2 separate regions of the Salmo salar genome follow, and region 2 is linked to region 1. Evidence: chromatin contacts called from public Hi-C data. All regions are on one chromosome and are shown on one strand. The core of a region is the stretch at or near the end of the contact, and the rest is flanking DNA. Distances in the headings are between cores, read along the strand shown. Region 1 holds the start of LOC106583953 (WW domain-containing transcription regulator protein 1). Region 2 overlaps LOC106583953 (WW domain-containing transcription regulator protein 1).

Evidence for each region. Hi-C and Micro-C count contacts between places; a contact is called where the count stands out from the background.
Region 2: a Hi-C map of muscle shows a contact between it and region 1, with 3 times the contacts expected there. The contact joins the enhancer-like site here to the promoter of LOC106583953 in region 1. A contact is called at or near these places in 2 of 3 Hi-C or Micro-C datasets (gill and muscle).

The regions. Positions count from the first base shown.
Region 1 is chrssa23:4,070,713-4,078,103 of Ssal_v3.1, reverse strand. It overlaps LOC106583953 (WW domain-containing transcription regulator protein 1), which reads right to left and starts at 4,278. Exons shown (of 7, transcript XM_014168665.2): 1 at 3,536-4,278. The coding sequence starts at 3,939.
Region 2 is chrssa23:4,153,917-4,161,307 of Ssal_v3.1, reverse strand. It overlaps LOC106583953 (WW domain-containing transcription regulator protein 1), which reads right to left. Exons shown (of 7, transcript XM_014168665.2): 3 at 2,617-2,730. Among protein-coding and RNA genes, the nearest start is that of LOC106583956, 29 kb to the left of the region's middle. Within about 2 kb of position 3,952, at least 3 of the 13 cell types and tissues checked have an H3K27ac peak or open chromatin away from gene starts, as enhancers often do. A contact at or near this core is called in gill and muscle, where this site is marked.

The DNA of each region.
Region 1 (7,391 bases), core at 3,029-5,528:
TCACAGGTGTGTGTGTGTTTGAAACAGGTTACAAAATGGAGCCTCACATTGATATTGTCAAACACACACACATTTAATTTCAGTATACCTTGGGCATCTGCTAAAGTGAGAGGTGAAAGGTCACTTATTCTGAAAAGATGGCACTGGAGGGAATAGCAGTTGTTTTACAGGCTCCTGACCAATTGTGCTATTTTTTTTAATTTTTAATTTTATTTTTTTTATCTGATCCTAACTTTTTTTGTACATAATGTTTCTGCCATGATTTCCTATGACCGAAAAGAGCGTCTGGACATCAGAACAGCGATCACTAACCTCGATGTGGATGAGGATTTCTACTTCAATGACACTGAGGCGAATTACATACTGCACATTCCGAACCATGCCCAAATCGGTCTTCTCATGTCTACCAGCATGTCACCTGTGCAACTGGAGGCAAAAAACTAAAACTCTACATCACTAATTCCACACACAGAGACGCAAACAAAGCTCTCCCTCCATTTGACAAATCTGACCATAACTCTATCCTTCCGATTCCTGCTTAGAAGCAAAAACTCAAACAGGAAGTACCAGTGACATGCTCAATATGGAAGTGGGTCAATGAAGCGGCTCCTCAGCTAAAGGACTGGTTTGCTAGCACAGACTGGAATAGGTTCCAGGATTCATCTGATGGCATTGAGGAATTGACCATATAAGTGCATCTACGATGTCGTCCCCACAGTGACCGGACGTACATATCACCACCAGAAGCAATGCATTACAGGCAACATCCACACTGAGCTAAAGGCTAGAGCTGCTAATTTCAAGGAGCGAGACACTAATCCGGACATTTATAAGAAATTTGGCTCCGCCCTCAGATGAACCATCAAACAGGCAAAGCGTCAGAACTGAGATTGAATCCTAGTACAACAGCTCTGACGCTCGTAGGATGTGGCAGGGCTTGCAAACTATCACGGATTACAAAGGGAAACCCAGCCCCAAGTTACCCAGTGACGCGAGCCTACCAGGCAAGCTAAATGCCTTCTATACTCGTTTCGAGGATAGCTAAACTGAACCATGCATGAGAGCTCCAGCTATTCCGGGCGACTGTCTGATCATGCTCTCCGTAGCCAATTTGAGTAAGACCTTAAAACAGGTTAACATTCACAAGGCAGCAGGGCCAGACGGACTACCAGGACGCATACTCAGAGCACGTGCTGACCAGCTGGCAAGTGTCTTGACTGATATTTTCAACCTCTCCCTGACCCAGTCCATAATACCTACATGTTTCAAGCAGACCACCATAGTCCTTGTGCCCAAGAATGCCCAGGTAACCTGTCCTAATATTTATATATTTCTTAATTCCATTATTTTACTTTGAGATGTGTGTATTGTTGTGAATTGTTAGATACTACTGCACTGTTGGAGCTAGGAACACAAGCATTACTCTACAACCGCAATAACATTTTCTAAATATGTGTATGTGACCAATATAATTTGATTTGAAACGACTATCGCTCCGTAGCACTCACATCTGTAGCCATGAAATGCTTTGATGGCTCAAATGCTGGTCATGGCTCACATCAACCCCATCATCCCAGACACCCTGGACCCACTCCAATTTGCATACTGCCCCAACAGATTCACATATGACGCAATCCCTATTGCACTCCACACCTCCCTTACCCACTTGGACAAAAGGAACACCTACGTGACAATGCATTTCATTGACTACAGCTCAGAGTTCAACACCATACTGCCTTCTAATCTCATCACTAACCTAAGAACACTGGGACTAAACACCTCCCTCTAACTAGATCCTGGACTTCCTTACGGGCCGCCCCCAGGTAATGAGGGTAAGCAACTACACACGGGGGCTCCTCAGGGGTGCATGCCTAGTCCCTTCCTGTACTCCCTGTTCACCCACGACTGCTTGGTCATGCACGACTCCAACACCACCATTAAGTGTGGGCTCCCGAGTGGCGCAGCGTTCTAAGGCACTGCATCTCAGCGCTAGAGGCATCACTATAGACCCTGGTTTGACTCCAGGCTGTATCACAACCAGCCGTGATTGGGAGTCCCATAGGGCAGCGCACAATTGGCCCAGACTCCAGCCCCCCCAAGTCAGCGACTGTTCTCTCAGCTACCATATGGCAACTGGTACCGGAGCGCCATGTCTGGGACCAAAATGCTCCTGAACAGCTTTTACCCCCAAGCCATAAGACTGAACAGATAATCAAATGGCTACCCTGACTATTTGCATTGACCCATTTTTTATTTGCACCAGCTCTAAGCACACTCACTGGACTCTACCCACACAGTCACACACAGTCACTGGACTCTATACTACACTGACACGCCAACACACACACACATAGGCTACCTACGGTCGCTCACACACACATACTTTCACACACGGTGCTGCTACTGTGTTTATTATCTATCCTGATTGCCAAGTCACTTTTACCTCTACCTACAAATTACCTCAATTACCTCGTACCCCTGCACATTGACTCGGTACTGGTACCCCTTGTATATAGTGTCATTATTGCTATTTTATTGTGTTACCATTTCCTTTATTTCTACTCTAATTTCTTACTTTGCATTGTTGGGAAAGAGATGGTAAGTAAGCATTTTACAGTAAAGTCTACAATTGTAGTATTTGGCGCATGTGACAAATAAAATATGATTTATCCCCGTGCGTGGGTGAGGATTAGAAACACTACAGCCATTGTGGTTTAACCGGCTGGGGCTCAGAACGAAACCAAAGACAACTTCAATGCTGTTGCACAATACACTAGAGGTGGTCTGTGATCACGTTGCACAAGGAGATACTTCACTAATGAATGGGGAAACGTTCCATTGAGTTTACTAGGGCCAGGTGCTCGTTTATATTATTATATAGGTCGAGCACAACACTGACTAATTCTAGCAATGAGATTATCCTACCAGCCTACATGAAAAATGTGAGTGTTCACTGCAAGCACAGACAGGTAGACTACGGCTCACGCAAAATATTTGAGGCTACACGTCGAATTAGGTTCGACTTGTTTGAACAATGCCGCATTCAAAACAATTGGGAACTCTGAAAAATATGAGGTCTAATCATGACTTCGGTTATCTTCAGGTCGGAAAGTCGGACCTGTAGAAAGAGGCCGAGTTGGAATACCGAGTTGGATGATCAAGTTCCCAGTTGTTTTGAACGCACTGAAGTCGTAAGTGGGAGATTTCCGAGTTCCCAGTTGTTTTGAACGCGGCATAAGTGGTGGCATTATAGGGTCTTAGCTGACAGCGTCAAACAAAGACACAAAAACAGTGTACTCAGTCAAACTGGCCGCACAGTGCTCAAAAGGGGGCACTTGTTCAGCACAGTGAGCCAAAACGATTGTTGTTGGGATTTACACTCAAATTACACAGATTTTCTACAACCCATTTAGGCCCATCACTTGAGATGAACCAAAGTTATCTGAAGTGAGGCTTGCACTGACTGAACCTGGTGTTTTGTTTTTTAAAGGGACTGGGGACATTTGTGTGTTTTCTGTATAATAAAAAAGCTTACTTGAGAAAGTACTTCTGTCCAGTTGACGTGTAGGCCATCTCCCATCCAGGAGGCAGGGGCAACTCTTCGGCAACATCGAAAGACTGGTGCCGGATATGCGAGTGATGTACTGGGCTTGGAGTTGGATTGGCTCCCAATCCAAGCTGTAAGGACGCGGGCGAGGAATGTGACCGTACGTGTTGTACGGTGAGCCTGGGAGGGTGGCTGCCCGAATCAGTGCTCGACTGTCGGGAGTGAGATCCAGAATCTGGCTCCTTGAAAAAAGACTCGGGTAACATTTTTTTCCTCCATGAACTGGGTTTCGGGTTCATAACCGAATTAAAAAGCGCCTCGAGATCCGTATCAGAGTCCTGAGCGACATGGATAACTTGTTGTCCTGGCATTGGCTGCAGTGGGTTGCTCATTTTGGCTTAGTGGTAAAGTTACAACGCAATACAGAAAATATAAAACGAAAACGTTTCGAGGCGAAGAGAGATATCAAACCTTGAGCTCTCTTGAAACGTTCATAAACCCTCCTCTGTGTGGATAAAAATAGTTATCACCTTACTGCCGTCAAACTCGCGTTAAAACAATTCTGAAAGAGTTAGATAAAAACACTAAAATGTATCCCTACATTAGAAAAGTAATAAGAAATGTACTTTCTCTTTGCCTCGGCCAGTTCGATAGCTCTTGTTGGTGCTGCCCGAACTTCACTCCCGTCCCAAAGTTTAACTCAACTTTTTTACGACGCCTGTGTCAGCAGTCGTTCATGAATTATTCATGAGCTCCGGCGCGAGAGGGGTTTAGTACAGATTCGTGATTACAAAACAATCTCTCAAATGACTGAAACTATTGATGGCGGGTGTAACAATTATAAAAATGTTTAAATAGTTACTACTCAACTCCACAAAGTTGCGGAATAGAGTTGTTGAGAGTTTGTTTTAGCAACAAATCACGGCTGCTTCATTCTGTTACATTTGGAGATAATTTGGGGATGGTCTATAGGCCTAGAGACTAAGAACTAAAACAATGTTAAGAATAGTTCAAGTTAGTGGAAAACTGACCACAGAGCCTATCTGTCGATTGGACAAGTGAAATCATTTTGAATGTAAAGTAGTGAAAAAAATTACCCATCTGTTGAATAATAACTTGAAACTTGTGAGGTTCTGAGATGTTTTGTCATTAATTTGCCCATATATAGTATCATGAAAGATAGGCTGCGCCCATGCATGTCAGATGTAGGCTACCCTACTTTTTCCCTCCACAGTGCATTTTCACTCCCACTTATTCAACACAGAGGCCAATTCTGTATAGTGTGTCCAGAGGTCTACATTAGAAAAAATGACAAAAACACTGTGTTTGCTATCATTTCATTACTATGTCAACATATGTTAGACTACTCATGGTGGATTCTGTCTAAAGTTTTTGTTTAAATCTAAAAGATTCACTAATGAGTTATACCTCGCAAAACCCAGACAAAAATAAAGACCATGATTTTGGGAAATTTCACAAAATTTAAACTATTGAATAGTCTTTCTGGCAAAGGATTGTTGACATATATTTGAGATTTGTATCTAAAAACATATGAGAAATCATTTATCAAAGTTGGCATATTTATTAAATTTTGTCCTCACCCAGGCCTCCTTTAAGACTCCATATAGCTTCATCTATAGGTGCTAAAAAGCAAATATTGGTATCATAAGAAGCTTTACCGCTTGCTCTGTACTATGAGTAGTATTTTGATTTTTTTTTAGGTTTTACATTCATTTATGAATATAGAAAAATCAACATTTAGAAAAAGGCATTTGTTTAAATATATTGTTGAACATAATATACTCTAAGAGTGAGATCTCTGCTACTTTTATAGCTATGATCCAATTTGTAAGCATTACCAACAGTGTGAATGTGAAAATGGAGTCACCCTCTGCTGGTTATTTGTAGGATGCTATGTTCAACTATATACAGTGCATTCGAAAATTGTTCAGACCCCTTGTTACTTTACAGCCTTATTTTAAAATGGATGAAATTGTTTTTCCCACTCATCAATCTACACAAAATACCAAATAATGACAAAGCAAAAACAGGTTTTAAATTATTTTAGCAAATTTATTCTAAACAAAAAACTTAAATATCAAATTTACATAAATATTCAGAGCCTTTCCTCAGAACTTTTCAGTACTTTGTTGAAGTACCTTTGGCAGTGACTACAGCCTTGAGTCTTCTTGGATATGACGCTACAAGCTTAGCACACCTGTATTTGGGGAGTTTCTCCCAGTCTCTGCGGATCAACTCAAGCTCTGTCAGGTTGGATGGGGAGCGTCGCTGCACAGCTATTTCCAGGTCTCTCCAGAGATGTTCGATCAGCTTCAAGTTCTGGTTCTGGCTGGGCCACTCAAGGACATTCAGAGACTTGTCCCAAAGCCACTCCTGCATTGTCTTGGCTGTGTGCTTAGGGTCGTTGTCCTGTTGGAAGGTGAACCTTTGCCCCAGTCTGAGGTCCTGAGCGCTCTGGAGCATGTTTTCAACAAGGATGTCTCTGTACTTTGCCCCGTTCATCTTTCCCTCGATCCTGACTAGTCTCCCAGTCCCTGCCACTAAATAACATCACCACAGCATGATGCTGCCACCACCATGCTTTACCGTAGGGATGGTGCCATGTTTCCTCCAGACGTGACACTTGGCATTCAGGCCAAAGGGTTCAATCTTGGTTTCATCAGACCAGAGAATCTTGTTTCTTTGAGTCTCTCTTTTGGCAAACTCCAAGCGGGCTGTCATGAGCCTTTTACTGAGAAGTGGCTTCCGTCTGGCCACTCAACCATAAAGACTTGATTGGTGGAGTGCTGCAGATGGTTGTCCTATTGGAAGGATCTCACATCTCCACAGAGGAACTCTGGAGCTCTGTCAGAGTGACAATCGTATTCTTGGTCACCTCCCTGAGCAAGGCCCTTCTCCCCCGATTGCTCAGTTTGGCCGGGCGGCCAGCTCTAGGAAGAGTCTTGGTGGTTCCAAACTTCTTCAATTTGAGCATGATGGAGGCCACCGTGTTCTTGGGGACCTTCAATGCTGCAGAACATTGTTGTACACTTCCCCAGATCTGTGCCTCGACACAATCCTGTCTCGGGAGCTCTACAGACAATTCCTTCGACCTCATGACTTGATTTTTGCTATGTCATGGACTGTCAACTGTGGGACCTTTATATAAACAGGTGTGTACCTTTCCAAATCATGTCCAATCAATTGAATTTACCACAGGTGGTCTCCAATCAAGTTGTAGAAACATCTCAAGGATGGTCAATGGAAACAGGATGCACCTGTGCTCAATTTTTTTTCTCATAGCAAAGGGTCTGAATACTTATGTACAGTACATACAATTTCTAAAAACCTGTTTTCACTTTTTCATTATGGGGTGTGTGTAGATGAAATAAAAATAAAAATGTCATCAATCTATTTTAAAATAATGCTGTAATGTAACAAAATGTGGAAAAAGTCAAGGGGTCAAAATACTTTCCGAATTCACACATATACAGTACCAGTCAAATGTTTGGACACACCTACTCATTACATGATAGTATGTAGAATAATAGTAAAGACATCAAAACTATTAAATAACACATATGGAATCATGTCGTAACCAAAAAAGTGTTAAACAAATCCAAATATATTTTATATTTGACATTCTTCAAATTAGCCACCCTTTGCATTGATGACAGCTTTGCACACTCTTGGCAATATTTATATTATTTGGCCTACAATCCGAGATGCAGGTAACTCTAATGAACTTATCCTCTGCAGCAAAGGTAACTCTGGGTCTTCCTTTCCTGTGGCGGTCCTCATGAGAGCCAGTTTCATCACAGCGCTTGATGTTTTTTGCAACTGC
Region 2 (7,391 bases), core at 2,703-5,202, 84 kb before region 1:
TCACAATTCGGCAAAATAACCATCCATAATCGTCCTATTACACTCAATGATGTAATTCCCAGAGGCTCGATGCACGGCCATTTTGGTTCCAAAGCTATTCATCGCAACAGCCTTCACGTTTGGTGAAGGGGCCAGACAGGAAACCGTCCATTAGACATTCAAACATATCAAATAGATTATGCTTACAGCTATTAAGAGGCCTGGGCTAAAGTACATGACAATGATGGGAACATTTATTTATTATACCCTTGTTTTGTTAGAACCAAATAGCTTGAGTGGAGGCCCTAAGTTTGGATAGGGGCCAAACAGACAGACACACACATGCATGCAATTGCACACAACTCAGAGCAGAATTTGTAGGTTTGGGTCTGGGACAAGCTTATAGGGCAGGACACATCCTGTCAGAGAGTGCATATTGGGGCTGCAGAAAACAGACTGCAGGCTTTGCACAGCTCCACACAGCCTCAGTCACAAGTAAAATAACACTCCTCCCTCCTGTTTTACCCTCCTCTTCTCCCATGATCTCCCTCGCGCTTCCTCACCTCTCTCCCCTCACCTCCCCCTCTCTAACCTCGCCGATAGACTAGAGCAACAAGACGACGAGCCAGCACACTACAACCCCTCACAACTCTGTCACAACATCAGTAGAGAAATAGAGACAGAGAGAGATTGAGAGAGAAAGGAGTAGCAGAGAAGTTGGGGTCAAAGTAAAAGGGAGGAGGTAAGGGTGTTGAGAGAAAAACAGAAAGGAAGAAAGGGAGGCTGAGAAACGGGGGGGGGACCGTAGGTACCGAGTGGCGCTGCTCTGCCAACAAAGACCTAGTTTCGTTTACTTCCCAGAAACAGCATCAGCTAACACGTGGAAAAACTGACAAACTCAATAAAACCTCCACCATCTCCTGTGTGCGTGCGTTCGTGGGTGTGTTACATTTGATAAGAGACAGCAGAGTGATTTAATATAATATAAAAGGATATGTGGAAGTGACACTTGTAAGGATCGAATTTTGTGTGTATGTTTGCGTGTGTTTGTATGTGCATGCTTGCACGCGAGTGTGTGTGGTCGGGGATCAGGCAGGCTGGCAGCACTCACACACAGCCAGTATTTGGGGACAGCCTCTTGTGCAACAGGACCCGTTTGGGCGGCTGGCTGGGGGAATGAAAGACTAAAACTAAAAAGTAAATGCATTATTTTAAGGCAGTGCCAGCTAAAGATAAAGTGGACTATAAGTTAATGTTTTCCATATTCAAAAGGAATTTTTAACAGAGCAATTTAGTGTTGATATGTTCCTCTCCTGGATGTGTATACCAGTCCAAACAATTCCCATTTTAAAATCTGACACCAATTAACTCTCCTCTGTCAAAGAAAGCTTCTGTTTTGCCTCGTTGGTCTTACCTCATCCATCTAGGGACCGGACAACATCCATCTAGGGACCGGACAACATCCATCTAGGGACCTGACAACATCCATCTAGGGACCGGACAACATCCATCTAGGGACCTGGCAACATCCATCTAGGGACCTGGCAACATCCATCTAGGGACCTGGCAACATCCATCTAGGGACCTGGCAACATCCATCTAGGGACCTGGCAACATCCATCTAGGGACCTGGCAACATCCATCTAGGGACCTGGCAACATCCATCTAGGGACCTGGCAACATCCATCTAGGGACCTGGCAACATCCATCTAGGGACCTGGCAACATCCATCTAGGGACCTGGCAACATCCATCTAGGGACCTGGCAACATCCATCTAGGGACCGGGCAACATCCATCTAGGGACCGGACAACATCCATCTAGGGACCGGACAACATCCATCTAGGGACCGGACAACATCCATCTAGGGACCGGACAACATCCATCTAGGGACCGGACAACATCCATCTAGGGACCGGACAACATCCATCTAGGGACCGGACAGCATCCATCTAGGGACCTGACGGTGCGGAGGTTATCCAGCGCACAGAGCTCCTGGGTACTCTCCTGTTGCTCCCCCAGACAGACACACACGCCAAATCATAAACGCACCTCGTCCACGCATAAACACACCTCAGATACGACATCTCCCACTATTTCACTCACATCACTAACTAACACACAGAAACTAAAACATACTTTAGTTGAAATACAAGCACACAAATGCATACGTCAAGTACACATGCAAAATCAATCATCATGCAGGGATAGGAGAGCACTGTCAGGACAGGAAGTGACAATCACATGTAGAAAGCAGGAGAACCATTGGTCACTGGTGGGAGGGAGAGGCAATCATTTTTATTGGCTTTCATAAATCAGAGTTGGCACTGTCATTGGCTATTGGAATCAGACTTGGTACCCAGATAAGCATGTGATTGGGTTTCTCAGGAAGATTTAGCTAACTCTTGTCCAAGCAAAGCATTCCTCTAGCTTCTCACAGGCAAAGCTCAGTCCCAGGAGGCAACAGGGGGAAAGGGGTCAATGGTCAGGTATGAGGGATCAAGGGGCATGGTTTGATTAGTTTAATGCTAGTAATTTTGGGGATGAAGGGGGTTGGTTGGGTTGGAGGTTTGATCAAGTTGAAAAAGGTACCGATTTGGGGGATTTGCGGTCCACTTGCGGTCCAGAGGGTACTTACTGAGGCGAGCATCCACGCGCGGGTCGATCCAAGACGTTCTTTGCGTTTTGTGGTCAATGAAGTAGGTTTCTCCACTAGGGTTTTCAGCCTGCTCCCAGCCATCAGGTAGCTCTCCTGTTCACAAGCAGCAGCAACACCACGTCAGCCAGAGTACTTCAACTTTACCAAGCCTGACTGATGCAGGTTTCTTGTGACCAAATTTCATATCTTACAGTATGTTCATTTGATTGGACAATAAAGCTTTTGGGGGATTTGAATTCTTTGGAGCAGAAACATACTGGTGAACAGTAAGCTAAATAATTACAGTTTGACACATTTTCAATGTTTCTTCCTCAGTCACTCACCTTTTGTTTCATCAGGTGATTTGACTAAGAATACAGTCAAGGAGTTGAAGTGGAATGGAGAGGAGCAGAGTGCTTTCTCACAAGTTTCATGATGAGTCAACATGGCTAACAGTGGAGATGAGCCTAGTCATGACTAGAGCTAAATCTGAAAACGGCTGAGTTCACTCACCGAGTTGCCATGGGAGATAGAGTGTCAAGGGATGAGTGGGAGGTGAAATTCCACTGAATCTATTCTAGAACTACAGGGACAGTGGTCATGATCACCAAACGTAGTAGTGGAGAGATACCAGGTAGCTACAGTATATTTCTAGTCGTTTCTTAGAATCAGGTGTTTTAGTGCTGGTCTGAAACAAAACCCTGCACACCATCACCTCTCCAGAACCAGGATTGGTGATGATCACTCTAGATACCCGTACAAGAATCACAGCACTCCTCAGGGAGTAGACAGAATCGACAGTACGGGATCAAGACCTGTAACTGGCAACCATAGACCTGTGTGTTGTCTGTTAAAACCCTAAAGCAAAGTGTGCTAACATGTCCATCTGAGAGGAGAGAAGAGAAGAAAACAAAGCAGTAGAAAACAGCCATCAGGACAACAAAGACAAAGATAATTCCCCTTCAACAAAGACTGGGGTGTCCGGGGGGGGTGATGATCAAATCCAGTTTTGAGAGATAAAATTAAACTTGTGAAAACTTTCCATGGAAGATATGCACAAAAGTTTGAATTAGGCCCACAAGCTCCAGTCAGGATTAGTCCTGATGTGCTTTAGGAACATCCATCAGAGTTCATTTAAAGTAGGTGACCAGACGTCACCGGTTTCCAGGAACAGTCCCCGTTTTTGGTGGCCTGTCCCCAGAAATGTCCCCGTTTTTAACAGTGCATTAAAAACAGACTGCAAAGTGAAATTATATATTACGTGGCAAGAAAGACCAGGCAGCAGAGCCTACCGGTTGACGTCTCAATCGCGTTGTGCTCGTTTTGTCCAACAGAGGGGGCTGTATAGCTATAGCAGCTTCATTCACTCTTCTTCTACTAACTACTTGCTCGCGGCAGTGTTGCCAACTTAGCGACTTTGTCACTATATTTAGAGAGTATTCAGAGCCCTCTAGCCACACATTTTCAAAAAAGTGACTAGCAACAAATCTAGCGACTTTTTCTGGTGTTATTGGAGACTTTTGGAGACCCTGACGTGAAAGCACGTATTGTTCTTACTCTTCTCAACGAGCAGCGGGTGTTGCCGTGGGCCCCACCCCCATCCCAAAGCACTCACAGGCGGCCCAGTCCTCGCGCAGCTGCAGTCAGAGCAGGAGATATTCACCCCTCTGCCTCCAGGCTGCAAATGAATCGCGCATGCGGGAAGCCGCCGCTGGCTGATCCCGCCCTGGCTTACATAAAAATAAAAAATGAATTCACCTGAATTAGGGCCAGACTAGTTACCATCATTTTCTTACATTGCCATTGACAGTTTTTTCTATTGTCTCTTTTTGGTCCATTTAGATTGTTAATGTAGATTGCATACAAACATTTGTTTTTTTTATGTTATGGTTAAAAAATTTCATGTTTTACTGTGACTTGTTGTAGGCTCCTAAGTGGACCATAAGGTTAAAAACCAAAACAAATTAAGAAAACTAAACAAAAAAACAAAACAATAAAAAATGAAGTAAGTCCACCGGAGTGTCTCTTTTGGGACTTTTGCCAGTCCCAAGCTTAGATAAAGGAGGAGGGTTGGAATTGTGACATAAAAATAAAAAATAAAGTTCATTTGTAGTTCTAAACATATTTAGTTTTTTTTTTTACTCACTTTGTCTCTCCCACGACGTTATTCCTCTCTCCTACAACGTCCATCACAATTACATGCACATGGCCAATTATGCAAATTAGGTGATGACGTCATTTAGCAACTTCTAGAACAGCCAATAGCTACTTTCCTTACTGAGGAGTTGGCAACACTGGCTCACTCTAGTTTTAGAGAAAACTGCTGTGGAAAACTCAGCCAGAAGCTAGCAAGTGTCAAGTGAATCCACAATATCACCACAAAGTATTTTCAAGCCAGGTAAGTTACAATCGTTTGAGATACTAGCTAGTGATGTTATGTCACCATTTTTTATATAGGATATATGATCTGCTCTATAAGGTTTTAAATAGCTTATGTTAGCTAACATAAGCTATGTCGACTAAGTTATCTAGCTAGGATAGCTAGCTACTGTCATGGTAGCTAGGTAAAAAAAAGTTCACATGTAAACATGCAGTGGACGGGCTATTTTGAAAATATGATTATATTAAATGAATGCACAATTAATTATGAGAATATTTATTTGTAGATTACAATTTTAATGGTTTGGCATTATAATAAGTAGTGTGAAAATACATTTTTAAATTCTCATGGATAACATTAGCATAATGTTTTCTGTTAGAGTGGAGAGGAAGGAGAGGAAGACTGGATAGGAAGAAGAGTGAAAGAGGAGGAATGGTAAAGATATGATTACAGAGCCTGCCAATTTATTACTCCAAACAATGTTTTTGAGATAAAATACAAAAATGAGGCAAGCAATGGGAATCTGTTAACCAAAGTATTTTATCTAATAGTGTACTATTTATTATTAAAGATTGGAGAGGAAGGAGAAGGAAAAATTAAGGGAGTAAAAAGAGTGAAGCGAGGAGAGTGTAGAAGAGTGAGGTGGAAAGGTAAAGAGAGAAGGAAAGGAAGAAAGACGAGTGAAGAAAAGAGGAGGAGAAAGATTGGAGCAGAAGAAAAAGTTGAGAGTAAGAAGAGCAGACAGAGGAGGCCCTTTCCAAGAAACGGAAGGAATGATATATGGACAGCAGCAAGAAATAGGTTCACTGTTCCTATGCTTATTGTGAAGACAAACTTCAACCTCCCCTGCCAGGAGTTCATGGAGAAGCTGGCCAAAGACAGAGCAATCCTGGAGAAGATACATTCTTCTGAGAAATACAGATTAGGTTGGTATAAGTATATTATGTAGTTACCAATCACATCCTCTTATTTCTTTATGTTGTTAAGTATTTCACATACTATTGCCTGTTTTTTTAATTTTGCTCATGTTCTCTTATGCTCTTATTCTACCCAGACTACCAGGACCACTGAATGGCTGTTCAGATTGGACCGTTCTGTCTTGTCTGTAGTGTTTGTGTAATATAGTTGTTTTCTCTATCACAGTGAGCTTGTTAGACTAAATACATGAAACTGGAATTGTCCCCTTTTTATTTCGTAGATAATAACATTGGATATTTTAATGATATATTGACCGCCGAACTGGAAATGTCCCCGGTTTTAATTTCAGAAATCTGGTCACCTTATTTTAAAGTCGTAGGTTTAGAGTTTGCGCGCGTGTGTGTGTGTGTGTGTGACATCTCTCAAATAGAGCAGTGGTAGAGAGTAGGGAGGAGAAAAACATCCCAGTGACGTTTGAACAAGTCGAGCAGGGCGGTGTATATACAACTACTCAGGATGAGCGACTCCATTCATACACTCACACACTGGGCCACACACCCGCGATCCCGCTCCGCTCTGTCCTAAATTTCCTAGGTCTCTCTTTAAATTTTCCACCTGTTTGGTTCTCTCACTCTTCCTTTAGTTTACCCCTCCACTGCACACTCAGCCCATCCCTCTCCAACTGCAGACACCTTTTTTCCATGTCATCGACTAAAATGGCATAACAAAGCGCACACACACTGTACTGAAAGAGGCAGTGGTGATGTTCTGCAGGCTGAGCCAGGTGGCTGTGATATGGGTTAGCTAGGTCTATTAGCGGTGCTAGCTAGGCTAATGCTAACGTGAATGAGATTAACCAGTCAATGCCAATCTGTGTTATGAAGGAGATGTCAGGCTCTGTCAGACTAAGTGGAGCATAAGAGGGTGGGGAGGGCTTCCTTATCTCTCCACCTTCAACACAACAACATGCCTCTCTCAGGCAACACAGATCCTGGCTTTTGGTTGGTTCACACACATTCTTTGGTGTTATTGTGGAAAGGGACTGCTCATGTTATTGTGGTAGTCCCCAGGGTGAAAGACGTCATTGGTCAGATGGGGGTGGGTTCTACTATTATGGGGGTGGGTTCTACTAAGTTAACATATGGAATTGTTTTAAGGTGGTCGTACCATGGATCATTTAGCTATTTTATTAAGGAAGGTATAAAAAAAAAATACAAATGATTTGATAAAATTACTACTATAGCCCATAGAAATGCATTGAATAACACATTCATAAAAAGGCAAAACAGACAGTCAAAAAATGTATAATAAGAAATAAGGTTTTTGAAGTGTCTGTTCTATACATACATACGACCACCTTAAAACAGTTCCATATGTTAACTTAGTAGAACCCACCCCCATAATTAATTAGCTAAAAATAAGGGCTAATGCTGCATTGAATTTATTACCTAGGCTAGGGCATCTATCTACAGTATAT